2 separate regions of the Anas platyrhynchos genome follow, and region 1 is linked to region 2. Evidence: chromatin contacts called from public Hi-C data. All regions are on one chromosome and are shown on one strand. Each heading gives the region's core, a stretch centred on a gene start, on an enhancer-like site or on the middle of the called end of the contact. The rest is flanking DNA. Distances are from core to core; before and after follow the strand shown. Region 1 holds the start of BCL2 (BCL2 apoptosis regulator). Region 2 overlaps VPS4B (vacuolar protein sorting 4 homolog B).

What was found. A called contact is a pair of places that touch in the nucleus more often than the background predicts.
Region 1: a Hi-C map of liver shows a contact between it and region 2, with 3 times the contacts expected there. The contact joins the promoter of BCL2 here to the enhancer-like site in region 2. A contact is called at or near these places in 2 of 8 Hi-C or Micro-C datasets (liver and subcutaneous adipose tissue).

What each region holds. Positions count from the first base shown.
Region 1 is chr2:79,643,219-79,649,504 of IASCAAS_PekinDuck_T2T, reverse strand. It overlaps BCL2 (BCL2 apoptosis regulator), which reads right to left and starts at 3,905. Exons shown (of 2, transcript XM_038173909.2): 1 at 1,535-3,905. The coding sequence starts at 2,119.
Region 2 is chr2:79,598,721-79,604,645 of IASCAAS_PekinDuck_T2T, reverse strand. VPS4B (vacuolar protein sorting 4 homolog B) reads right to left here. Exons shown (of 11, transcript XM_038174902.2): 6 at 5,600-5,756; 7 at 4,125-4,273; 8 at 3,874-3,955; 9 at 2,155-2,374. Among named protein-coding and RNA genes, the nearest start is that of VPS4B, 10 kb to the right of the region's middle. Within about 2 kb of position 3,840, at least 3 of the 8 cell types and tissues checked have an H3K27ac peak or open chromatin away from gene starts, as enhancers often do.

The DNA.
Region 1 (6,286 bases), core at 2,656-5,155, 45 kb before region 2:
TACAGACAGACAGACACGCACGTGCGCGCACACATTTTTTGCTCCCCCTCCTGGCCCCACGAGCCGTGAGTTTTTTCTTTCTGGGTGGAAGCTCCAGGTCCCGCCTGGAGCGCGGCTTGCAGCCAGGGACCTGCAGCACACTCTGGGAGATTTCGGCTGAGAAGAAGGCCCCGAAGTCTTCCTCCCTTCGCTGGGGCAGCATGCTCATGTCCCCCACATCCCCAGACACTCGTGCCCTCGGCTCAGGTGGGCTCGGCAGAGGGAAGGCAATGCCTTCACGCTTTAATAGATGGTCAACGTGGGCGGCATGCCACCGAGTGTAACGCTAAGCCAGAGAGGGACCAAACGCTGAAAATGTAACGCTTTGCAAATGCTGGGCTTACAAACTGGGAAACACATGCTGTATTTTCCATTCCTTCACACACACCTCCCCCAAAGGCATGCCATGCAACCAAGTCCTCTTGCTGCCTGTGTTTCACGGGAGACCGAGCCTGGAATTACCGATCTCCTGGCCAGCACACCTCCATTTCCAGGTAACTGATGCTCGCTCTCAGCCCGTACGTAAAGTTTCTTCTTTGGTACAGCTGTTGCCTGGTCTCACCCCAACACATGAATTTCGCAAGCTTTGTATACGTTCAGCAGGTTTGGTTTGCGGGAGAGTGGCTGGGACCACATTTTGTCACAGCATGTCAATTAATACCGGAAAAAGGAAAGAAATACCCTTCCACTTCCAAATGTGGTTATTTATTTTGGAAAGAGAGAGAGAAAAAGGGAGGGTGCTTGATTGACTACGAGCGTAAAACCTGTCCATTTTCCACAAGTGGAAATCTTCCCTTTCTGGATGATGCTAAAAATCAACCTCAGCCAGAGGTGCCTTCTATCCTGGAAACATATCCGCATTTGACTTCACAACAAACACTATATTTTCCGGAACAATCCCACGGACCCGTCTCCCGGCACCTTTGTTTCGTGGTGAGACAAAGACAGACTTCTCACCCCAGAAACAATCTCTGCCACGGAGCCCTGTTCCAGCTGCCGCCGTGGCACCAGCAGTCACCTGCCCATTTGGTTGCCTCTAGCACCGTGTCCCCACACACGCGTCACCCCAACATGCAGGGATGTCCACATCCAGGACCTGCCACCCCCTGTACCCATCCCCAGCCTCTGTAACCCCTTCCCATGCTGTGCTGGAACAAGCCTTGGCCAGGACTGATGCCACTGGTGGGCGAAGGGGATGGGAAAGCGGAGCCCTCCGATGGAGAGGGCACCTTGCTTGGCCTTTCAGCACCTGAGGAGGGAGCTGCAGCTGCTCCCCCCCACTTAAAAACCAACATTGTTTCACTGCAGCCCCACCACGAGGTGACACCCGACAGCAGAGGAGCCAGCAGAAGGCCCACACCGGTGCAAAGATGCAACAGGCAAACCTCACATCCCAAGGCTTGCACCGAGGTGAGCACGCGTGGACACCCGTGAGCCCCAGAGCCACCCCAGCCACGGGCCATCGGAGCAGGAAAGCAAAGCACGGGGCACGTACCCAGCCTCCGTTGTCCTGGATCCAGTTGTGCAGGTGCCGGTTCAGGTACTCGGTCATCCAGGCGGCGATGCTGTCCACCAGGGGAGACATCTCCCGGTTGACGCTCTCCACGCACATGACGCCGCCGAACTCGAAGAAGGCCACGATCCGGCCCCAGTTCACCCCGTCTCGGAAGAGCTCCTCCACCACGGCCACGAAGCGGCCTCTGGCCGTGAAGGGCGTCAGGTGCAGCTGGCCGGACATCTGGGCGAAGTCCCGCTGGTAGCGACGGGAGAACTCGTCCCCGGCCTGGCGCAGGGCGAGGTGAACCACGGGGGGCGCGGGGCGCAGCCCCTCGCCCGGGGGCGCCTCGCTAGCAGCAGCCGAGCCGGGGGGCTCGGGGTGCGGGGACAGCAGCCCGGCGGGGCGGTGGCGGGAGGGAGTCCCAGCAGCAGCAACCGCAGCAGCAGCAGGAGCGAGAGCCGTAGGCGCGGGCGCCCTGTCCTCGCCGGCAGCCCAGTCGTATCCCCTCTGCGAGAGTTTATAGTGGATGTACTTCAGCACTATCTCCCGGTTATCGTAGCCTCTTCTCCCGGGATGAGCCATGATTTCCGAGAGGGAGCAGCAAGAGGAAGGGAGAGAGGAAGAAGAGGGGCAGGATGAACCCAAAAAAGTAAAGCAGCCAATGACAATAAATTTAATAACACCAAAAAAATTATAATCCAGTTACGGTAGCGGGCACGGTTTCATTCATGGTGACGTGGGGGAGTTCCCAGGGTCTCGGAGGTACGGTTGTCTTCTCAGTGTTGCCTCCTCGCTTTGAGATGCACGGTATAAATACGGGCTAAAAAAAAACGCTGTAAATACTCTACTTCCAGACGCACATTTATTACTTATTATAAACCTGCTTTAGAAAACACTTCCTCCTCGGTGCGGAGACACATTTTCAAAAGTATCCCACTTATTCAGAACCAGGTGCATTTTCCCCTCGGCGCCGAGCCACCGGGGACACGGAGGAGCGGGCGAACGCACACCGCCAGGGCTGCAACTCAACGCGACCTGCAAGGCAGCCTTGGACGAGCGCTAATCCGACGCCCTGCAAGCTAGAAACCTCGACACCGCTCTTTTAAGTGACACCAACTAAATTTCCTCTGTAAAGTACTTACTTGGGACTATAAATATGTTCCTCTGTCAAGTTTCCTCTAAACAAAACACCAGCAACAGCACGACCCAAACATCGCCAAGTCTTCAGAAACGTTAAGCTCCGGCCGCTTTGATGCTTCAAGTCCCCGAGGGGGTGGGAAAGGGGCAAAAAAAAAAAAAAAAACAAAAAAAATCACAAAACCAAGCTCCCTACGATTTCCAATGTTTTTTCCCAGACTCCCGTTTAAGAGGCATCTCCGGAGATCTGTCAAAGCTCAGAAAATCCCGCCTCGGAGCCCGGGGAGGCGAACAGCTCCGGAGAGACGGCAAATCCTGGAGAGCAGCTGAAGCACATCTGAGGGCAGGCTGTGGCCGAAGCGCTCCGTTTTTTCCCTCCAGTGCGCCGTAGGGGCAGATGCATTTACGTAGTTTCATTCAGACACCGATCGCAGGAGCCCGGCGCTTCCACACACACGCACACATATAAAAAAAAATAATAATGAAAAAAAAATAATAATGAAAAAAAAATAATAATGAAAAAAAAATAATAAAAATACGTATTAAAAAAAATAATAATAAAAGGAAAGGAATCAATTCTTTTTCACCAGCAGGAGCGTCGGGCGGTTTTGCTGCTTTTTTAAAAAAGGAGGCGAGCGGCTGGCGAGCGTGGCCCCGGGCAGAAATAATGCCATTTCCCCAGCCGCTTTTGTACCCGAGGAGGAAGGAGAAGGCGACGAGGGGCGCGGACGGGCCGCCACCACCACCGCCACCACCGCCGCTGGGCACCGCTGGGCACCGCTGCCCGGCCGCGCAAGGCTCCGGGCGGCTCCTCCGGGCTCCCCGCGCTGCTGCTGCTGCCGGCGGCGGCTCCGGGAGGCTCCGGGAGGCTGAGGGGGGGGGGTAAAGGAGGGGGGTGAAGGGGGAGCGGAGCGCAGCGGGGGCGGGGAGAGGCGGGGAGGAGCGGAGCCCCGTTGGGGAGGGAGGGGGTGGAAGGGGGGAGGCTCCGGCCGCCGTGGGTTGCTAGAGCTCCGCCTCACGGTTCATTCAAGAAAAGGGGGGAAGGTGGGAGGGGAAAAAAATAGGGAAAGGGAAAAAGGGTGAAAAGGAAAAAAAAATAAAAAAGGGAAAGGGGGAGAGGGCGAGCAGCCCCGCGCCGCCCGGGCCCGCCCTCCATCGCGGCGGGCGCGGGGCTGGGGCCGGCGGCGGGGCGGGGCGGTGGCCTCCTCCTCCTCCTCCTCTTCCTCCTCCTTCTCCTCCTCCTCCTCCTCCTCCTCTTCTTCCTCCTCCTCCTCCTCCTCCTCCCCCGAGGAAGCGGGCGGCGGGGGCCGGCAGCGCCGCGGGTGGCTCCGCGCCGCCCCCCCGAGGTCGCTGCGGCTGCACGGATTTGTTTCCAAAGAAGAAATTAAAATTAAAAATAAATTAAAAATTAAAAATACAAAAATACAAAATATACAAAATAGAAAAGCTAAGGGCGGTGAGGAATAAACCGAGGCGCCCCCTTCTGTAAAAGCCCCCGGGGGCTGCCCCCGCTGCAGCCCCGGCGCGCACCTGCTGCCGCTGCCCGTGGGTAAGGGGAATTTTAGGGCTTTTTGCAGGAGGGGGCGCCCCGTGCCCCCCTAAACCCGGCCCGGGGGGCTTCAGGGGGGACAGGAGGGCAAGGGGCCGAAGGGCAGGGACGAGCGGTGCCGGGCCGGGAGGAGGGGGAGAAATCCCAGGGGAAGGGGGGCGAGGAGCTGCTCAGCGCCTCCCTCTGCTGAGGAGGGAGATGCGCCAGAAGCCCGATTGATTCACCCTGCCTGGTTTTGTCTACAAGCCCACCCAAGGGTGATGGGGATGACGATCCCATTGTACGACCCCCCAGGAAAAAAAAAAACAAAAAAAAAACAAAAAAACAAAAAAAAACATATGAATTAAGCCTGGACCGGGCGTTTGCTCCGACGGGGGGTCCCTAGGGCAGGGATGCTGCCCCTTCACCCCCCTTTTCCCTCCAGTCCCCATTCCGAGGAGGACAAAGCTCTTGGGGAGGGGGCTGCCGACGAGAAGCCCCCCACCCCCAGCAGGGACGCCCCCTTTCGCTTCAGGGAGCCCCCCCTGCACCCCCGAGCCGGCACCCTGCGGCACAGCCCCGGCGGGATGCTGTTGCCACCCAGCGGCCGCCGCTGGCCCCCCAGCACTATTTTTTTTTCCTCCCTCCTGCCGGGAGAGGGAAGGAGGAGTCCCCTGTGTCCCCTGGGTCCCCTCCCGGCGTGGCCAGGTGCCTGGATGCTGGGTGGCAGCCCCCCGAAGGGAAGGCTTTGGGGATGCGTCGCTCCTGATAAGGAGGCGTGGAAAATGCCACGGGATTTGCTCAGGGCATTTCGTGTGGGGGGACGTGTGAGACCATCGAAACGAGCAGAGAACATGTGAACAGGAAAATAGTTTTAGAATTTGTAACCGATTTCTGGTAGCAACAGGTACAGCAAAACTTCAGGAGATGTTCTGTTTGGAGGGGGTTTGGTAAGGATGCTTTTTTTTTTCCCCCTACAACATCCAGCACTTTGCTATAGCAATGAGAGATCCCAGCCTTTCTGAAAGGCTAATATGACAACAGCAGTCATGACTGACAGGAAAGCTTGCTAACACCAAACACGGCTGTGACCAAGAGATGGAAACCACACGAGAAAAATCCTAGGAACTGCTTGCTTTAAACTAGGGCATTAAGGGTGAGTCATTGGGAAACAAAACTGTGCCTTGAGGAAGGACAAACCGGGTTCTGGTTTAAAAAAAAAAAAAAGGTGCATTTAAAGTCTTTTTTTTTTTTTCTTTTTTCTTATTGTGTCCAATGCATTGCAGCTGACCTGCATTTATGCCTGCAATTGAAGGGAGCGGCATCTTAAACCCAATTATAACGCCACCTGAGTGGGTGATGAGCGTGTATTCAAGTTTCACAAGTTTGCATTACAGTACCGGTTTTTGCCTTGTTTGTTTGAGCTCAGCGGGATAAAACAGCAGCTAAAAAGGCATCCAAAACGCAGGCAACATGTTTTTTGGGGGTATATAGAACAAAGCAGTGAGGGAGGCTCAGGATGTAACGAGGAACATGAAACGAACGCACAGAGTCAGCTAAGAAATCACTGCTGTGCTGTCAGGTAGCAGCATAACAGGTCGGCTACCGAACATCTGATCCTGCAGAGCCTTCTGTGCACGTCTATCTTCACGTGAGTGGGACCACTGAAGTTCATCAGATGAATAAAAAGAATCAGCTGCAGAAAAGATCGGAAGTAAATTAGGAAGACGAGCAGCAGCTCAGATGAAAGCAGCATTAAGTGGGGCAGGAGCATGGACAAGGGCTATCAGCCAGGCCCAGCAGTGTAAAGGACAGATAATTTTGGTGAGCCAGCTTCCTTGCCTGTACTTGGGCCTTTATTTCCTATTTTCTGCCTTTTTTATTTCCTATGCTCACAAGCAGGCAGGTTGCATAAAAGCAATTGCTTAAAGGGCTGCCTAAGCAGGCACAAATAAGCGGGGTGTGTGTTTGCTCCGTGTGACAGGACTCAATCCCCGGGCTGCTCCCCGTACAGCCCGTGACACCGTAAATGCCAACTGGTGGCGTGTCCAGTGGGGCTTCAGCCACAGCTACGCTTCAGCTGG
Region 2 (5,925 bases), core at 2,591-5,090:
AAATATTTCTCCAGAAGCTGTCCCCCAGTGCCCCTCAGGTCAGGCAGCCAGAGATGCCTTTTTAAACTTTTACGTGGCGCACTACAAAGCTTTGTGCACCTTTTCTGACAGCACTCGATAGAAAATAGGGCCATCTAGTGGGAGAAGTGAAACCAGCCTCTTTTCCGGACGCCCAGAAGCTGCACCAGGTTTCTTTTTCCTTTCTGCAGAGCGTATCTAGGACCCACAGTTCTATTTCCTTTCATCATTATCTGAAGCATCACACATCCACAGGAACTCAGAACACATGCAAAGAGTGAAAGACAACACACTAACCAGCTGGTTTTAACCGCAAAGAACTGGATTTGCCATTCCAACCTGCTTTTAAAGCACAGTGCTTTAAACACAGGTTGTAACACCCAAAACACTGACAAACCTATGAGTTATCATCACTTGGAGCAAGCAATGGTTTACAATGAATGACTGAAAACTGAGCAAAGTGCTGTTTAGCTGGGACAAGTTCTCTGGTACTATGCAACTAGTTAATAAAGCCAAGATTTTTTTCTTACAAGAAACTGTACCCAACTGAAGTACTAACAAAACAAGTGGAATAAACTTGATTTTTGTCAGAACACTCAAAGTACTGCAGTTCTTTTTCTAGCAAAAGAGGTAAGAGGTAAGGATTGCCTTTGGTTGCTCTGAAACTGTGACAATTGAGGTTATTTCATTGTGCTGCAGTAGTCTGAGATATGCCTCGGATACTTGCAAATTTCGCTTTGAAAAGGCTAAAAAAGTAACAACCTATTGGTCAGAAATGTCATTGTCATTTAAAGTCAATAAATAATGGATAAATACTTCAGGCATCTCTACTGAAAGGAAGGAATCAGCCAGAAAATCCCTGATACATCAAAATATTTGCCTTTATTTTTAAACAAATACCATTTATGGCAGCGCTACTGCTTCAAAATAATGTTTCAAAATGTTCTTTGTATTTAAAACTAGGAAAAGACTCTCAACCTTAAAGTTGTACCTTAAAGGGTACATTCTGGGGGGCATTTTAAGGGGCAACAAAATGATGACTTCCCTTTATTGAATCAAAAACCTCTGCAGAATACCTTAACCCACCTTCACCTGCAATACACAAATTTCTGTTAAATTAAACTTTGCAGTAAAAGTATAAACAAAAATACTTTTAGCTTGGGTCTCTTAAAAACCAAGAAGTTCAAAAAAAACATTTAATACGTTTTTGTTTTTGGAATTCTGTTTATAACCATTGATAACCTTAACGCATTTTTTTTGCCTCCATTGAAAGCATAATAGTTTAGAAACAATTTAAGCAACACTCGTGCAAATTCTCCGGGGAGAAGAAAATATTGCACAGATTCAATGGATTTAAATTTATCTTAAGAACTCTAGAGGGTTCTTAGTCAGATGAAATTTCTGGGATCCAAACATTTAGAAGAAATGTTTACGTTAGTAGCATGTAATACGTAGACATCACTGCAAGATAAGCCAAACATATGTATGGTTTCAACATCCTTGTTAGAGAGCAGCTAAATAAGCGTAAGCTAACTTTCACATTACACCAGCATCCCGAAGGTGTTCCATTGTTTGGGCAGCACATAACCTTGCTCAGCTGTCCTGCATCTTTACTACTGTCCCAAGTAACATTAGGTTAAGATTCCAGTAAAAACAGTCACCTTAGTTTTTCAGTCTGAAGGACATTCCAAGCAAGCAGAATGTGCATAACTATAATTCATCTGTTTCCATATTGACAAGGAATACATTTATCAACACAAACACTACAAAAACATGAAGAACCATGTAATTTGATACAAAAAAAAAAAAAAGAGCACCTCTGTAACGCTCCATTTGAAGTTAACTTCAAACTGAATGCTTTTAACCTTTTAACACTAGCTAGAGATGTGAAGAGTCAGAGCTTGGATTGCACAGAACAAGCACCTAGAAACCAGCTGCATCAGACTTACGGCAGAACTTGTGTAAAAATGAAAGGAGGTGATATCCATGCACACTCTTAAAAAATAAAAGGACAGTGTATAAACATTCATAAGCATTCAGTATTACCCAAACCAAACTCGGTTTGCTTGCGAGAGATTTTCAGATCAAGATAATTTTAAGTCAAAATAGCATGAAAGTTTGGTGATTCATACTTACTTTTTTAAAGTGAGTAGCTGATTGTACTATTCGAACAGGCTGCATCAGTGCATCGCGTACAATGATGCTTATATCTGCACCAGAATAGCCCTCCGTTCTTTTTCCAAGCTCTCGATAATCTGCTTCTGTTAGGCGATTTGGAGTTGACCCAAGGTGAAGTTTGAACATTGAAGCCCTGGCATGCTGTTCAGGTAAAGGAATATAAATACGCTTCTCAAACCTGGTTTCAAAAAGAAAAAACAGAACACTCCACAGACGCTGGCTCATGCAGGTGCACAATGGAAAGAAGCTTATGCAAATCAGCATGTAGTTTGTTCCTAAGTGAAACTGCTTCTTTCTAATATTGTATTATACACCATTAAAAAAAACAATCAAAGGCAAATATTCAACAAGCTAGTCTCATAAATAATACTGTAGCCATCATAAGCCAACATCTAAAATACAACAAGTATTTCATTTTCAGGACAAAGATCACCACTTCAGATTGTATTTTCTCCAGGTTCTCTTCAGCTAATTTTGTGTTTTAAAAGAAAAAACAACACTGAAGACTTTTTTTTTCCTTCTGTGAAGTGCATTTGAGCAGTTTTCACCATTGCAGAAAGAACTGCCTCATAACACGTTGACAAAACCACTTTCTATCTTTTCTAACTTCTTAGAAGAGAGCTTTGTAGTTGGAAACGAATTTGAAGTCCTGCTCTCAACAGGGCCATCGGTAGAAACTGTTGGTATCTGCAGTTCTTCCTTTGTAGCAGCATCTGTTCTCACAGTAGAGATTACCTCCCACCAACAAAATGAGAATCTCAATTCTGTAGAACACAATTAACTTGCTACACATGACAAACTGGGCCAAGACCAAGACACATTAGTTGTTACTGCCACGTTGTACAAGTTCCTTTGAGTTTTACAGACAAAACTTAGATACTCCTTCACACTGCAAAGTACAACCTGAAATTTCAGGTAACACATCCATTTCTGTATATGTCTATACAACTATAGCCAAATAGGATGGAAGCGACCTCTGGAGGCCACCTGGTCTAAATTCCCAAAGCACAGTCAGCTTGAATTCAGTATATAAGTAAGAGTCAATGGCACTGTCACAAAAAGCAATGTTTCTTTAGCCTACAAAAATGACCATTGTCCAAGTTGTGTCCTCATCACAACATAACCATACTCGTAATTGCATTTATCCTCTGCTGCTCTGCAGCTGAAAGATCCAGCTCATCAGATACATGTACAAAAGCTTCTTAACTCAAGAAAAGAAGTGAAAACACACTCCGAAAGATCACACAAATTGTGTGTGACCAGTACTAAAGCTTGGTAGTTCTGCATAACATAAAATTACATTTCCCTGAAATTACTCAAGCTATTCAATAGCTTACTACAACTGAAACGGGCAGCTTTGCCCCCTGTATCCCTTCTGAGCAGCATGTTTTGTATCTTGTCCCCCTTGCCAACCACGAAATCAAACAGCAGTGAAATAGAATAGCCTTCTGCTTGCCCAAGCAGAATTAGCTGACCGAGATATGAAATAACCTACAAGGTAAATACAAGGGTGAACAATCCACCTCTTAAGTGGCAAGGGGCTATTGATTCAGTCCAGTCGTGTCTGAGAACATTAGCCATGCCTGCAAGCATTAACGAGATTACTGCCTCAAATAGCCTTGTGCTGAACCTTCACAACAGTTGCATATTTCACACCATAACAGAGCGCCATCGTACCTTCTCCTGATAGCAGAATCCAAAACCCAGGGTATGTTTGTTGCTCCTAAGACCAATATTCCTTCATTGTCGACACCAACCCCTATATGAGGGCAGAAACCATTTCACCATTTAGAAGATAAACAAAGACTGTTTTAAAACATTGTCAGGATTTAATGGGGTGGAAATGCAGATTTCTTTAGTGTTCTCATGCCAGCTGTACTTAAAATACACACCTTAATTCCTTTGATTCTGAAAACCAGCAACCTTACCTTGCATCTGGACTAGAAACTCTGTTTTAATCCGTCTGGCAGCCTCGCTTTCATTTTCACTTCTTGACCCACATAGTGAATCTATCTCATCAATGAAGATAATGGAAGGTTTGTTTTCTCTGGCAAGCTGGAACAAGTTTTTCACTAATCTTAAAAAGGAAACAGCCGCAGTTATCTTAATGTAAACACCATCAAAACCACACAACTTAGGATTATGACAGTTACTTTGTTTAGAAAAAGCTAAAAAAAAGTAGACCCCTGAAATGCATTGATAAAGCTACTCAAAGACACAACATTCTTCCAGCTCCAAGAACTCTGCATTATGTGGAGGGAAATACCACAATATATAGGGAAGTGAAGCATCTTAGAGTACTCCATGTGTGATTTTGCAGGCAAACCCTGCTAAGTTTTACCCTTCTGCAAGACAGATTTAACTATATAAAACCACCAATTTAGAAAGAATCAAAGCAAGATGGCTTTGTCTTATTTAAGATTTGTAACCGAATCTGATTTCCTCTAGAGATTTTTGAAGAAATATGTACATTCTTATAGTTTTTTTTTTTTTTTAAATAATATTACAGAAGAAGTCAGTTTGCCTAAAAAAGCTGAGATGAATCTTACCAACATAGTATACTAAGTTAAAAAGGAAAATAAATAGCAACATGCTGGACAATTCTTCATATCACTGACACTAATAACTTTGGGAAACAGTCCCAGCCTGAAGAGAAACCAGTAGTCTTTATTTTGACTTTGACTTCAACATCAAACAGAAAAAATGGCAAGTTGGACTCCATTTTTTTTAACCCTATCTCAATTCACGGAAGCCTCATGAGAACCCTAGATGGACAAGTTCCTGCACTTCTAGATTGCAACAGATTATCACTTCAGGCCTCCTGGTCTTGTTCACATGCCACATAGTAACAAACGAAGTCAGCATGAGGAAAGAAAATATCATGGCTGCTCCTCACTTGCAAAAATAGTTTGGAGGTGAGGAGCAGCTGTGAAGTTTTCTTCCTTCATGCTAAATTCATTTGTCTTCCAGGTTTTGTTTAAAATCAGAATGAAGGAAAATCACCTCCATACAGACAAAGCAATACCATGTGTTAGCCACAAAGCCATTGAGACAGATGAGTGGGGAGGTGACAAAAGTACCCCAAAATTTCAGACTGATGCAGTGCACTATCACAGCTGAGTTCAGGAGGGGTTGAGATCTCCATAGTGCTCCTGACATCTTTCTGAAATAGTTTTAAAAACCCTCTTGAGCACTGAGGAGCAGTCCAGCTGCAGCGGCACAGAACGCAGCACATGATGATATATTTAACTGACACTGCAGCAGGAAGCACAGACAAAACATAAGTTTGTTTTAACAAGATACATGACCCTTCCCTCAAATTTAATTTCTTTAGAGTGTCTTATCTAGCTCTGTAATACTAATTTCTTCTTGCCAGTATTTCTCTGGACCTCTGGCAACTTACTTTTCGCTCTCTCCTAACCACTTTGAGACCAAGTCAGAGGAAGATACCGAGAAGAAAGTTGAGTTGTTGGCTTCTGTCGCAACAGCCTTTGCTAAATAAGACTTCCCTGTTCCTGGTGGTCCAAACAGAAGAATCCCTCTCCAGGGTGTTCTCTTTCCTGCAAGAAAGAAACCATAATTCATCAAAAAAACAAAAAATAGGTTTGTATCAAAAACAAACCTATTTTTCTGACGAATCCTCCCTAATTTGTTAGGTTTTCTATATCTACCTAAGAAACTCCTGTCAGTCACACCACTAAGAGCTCAGCTGGAGTTATTGATAAATCA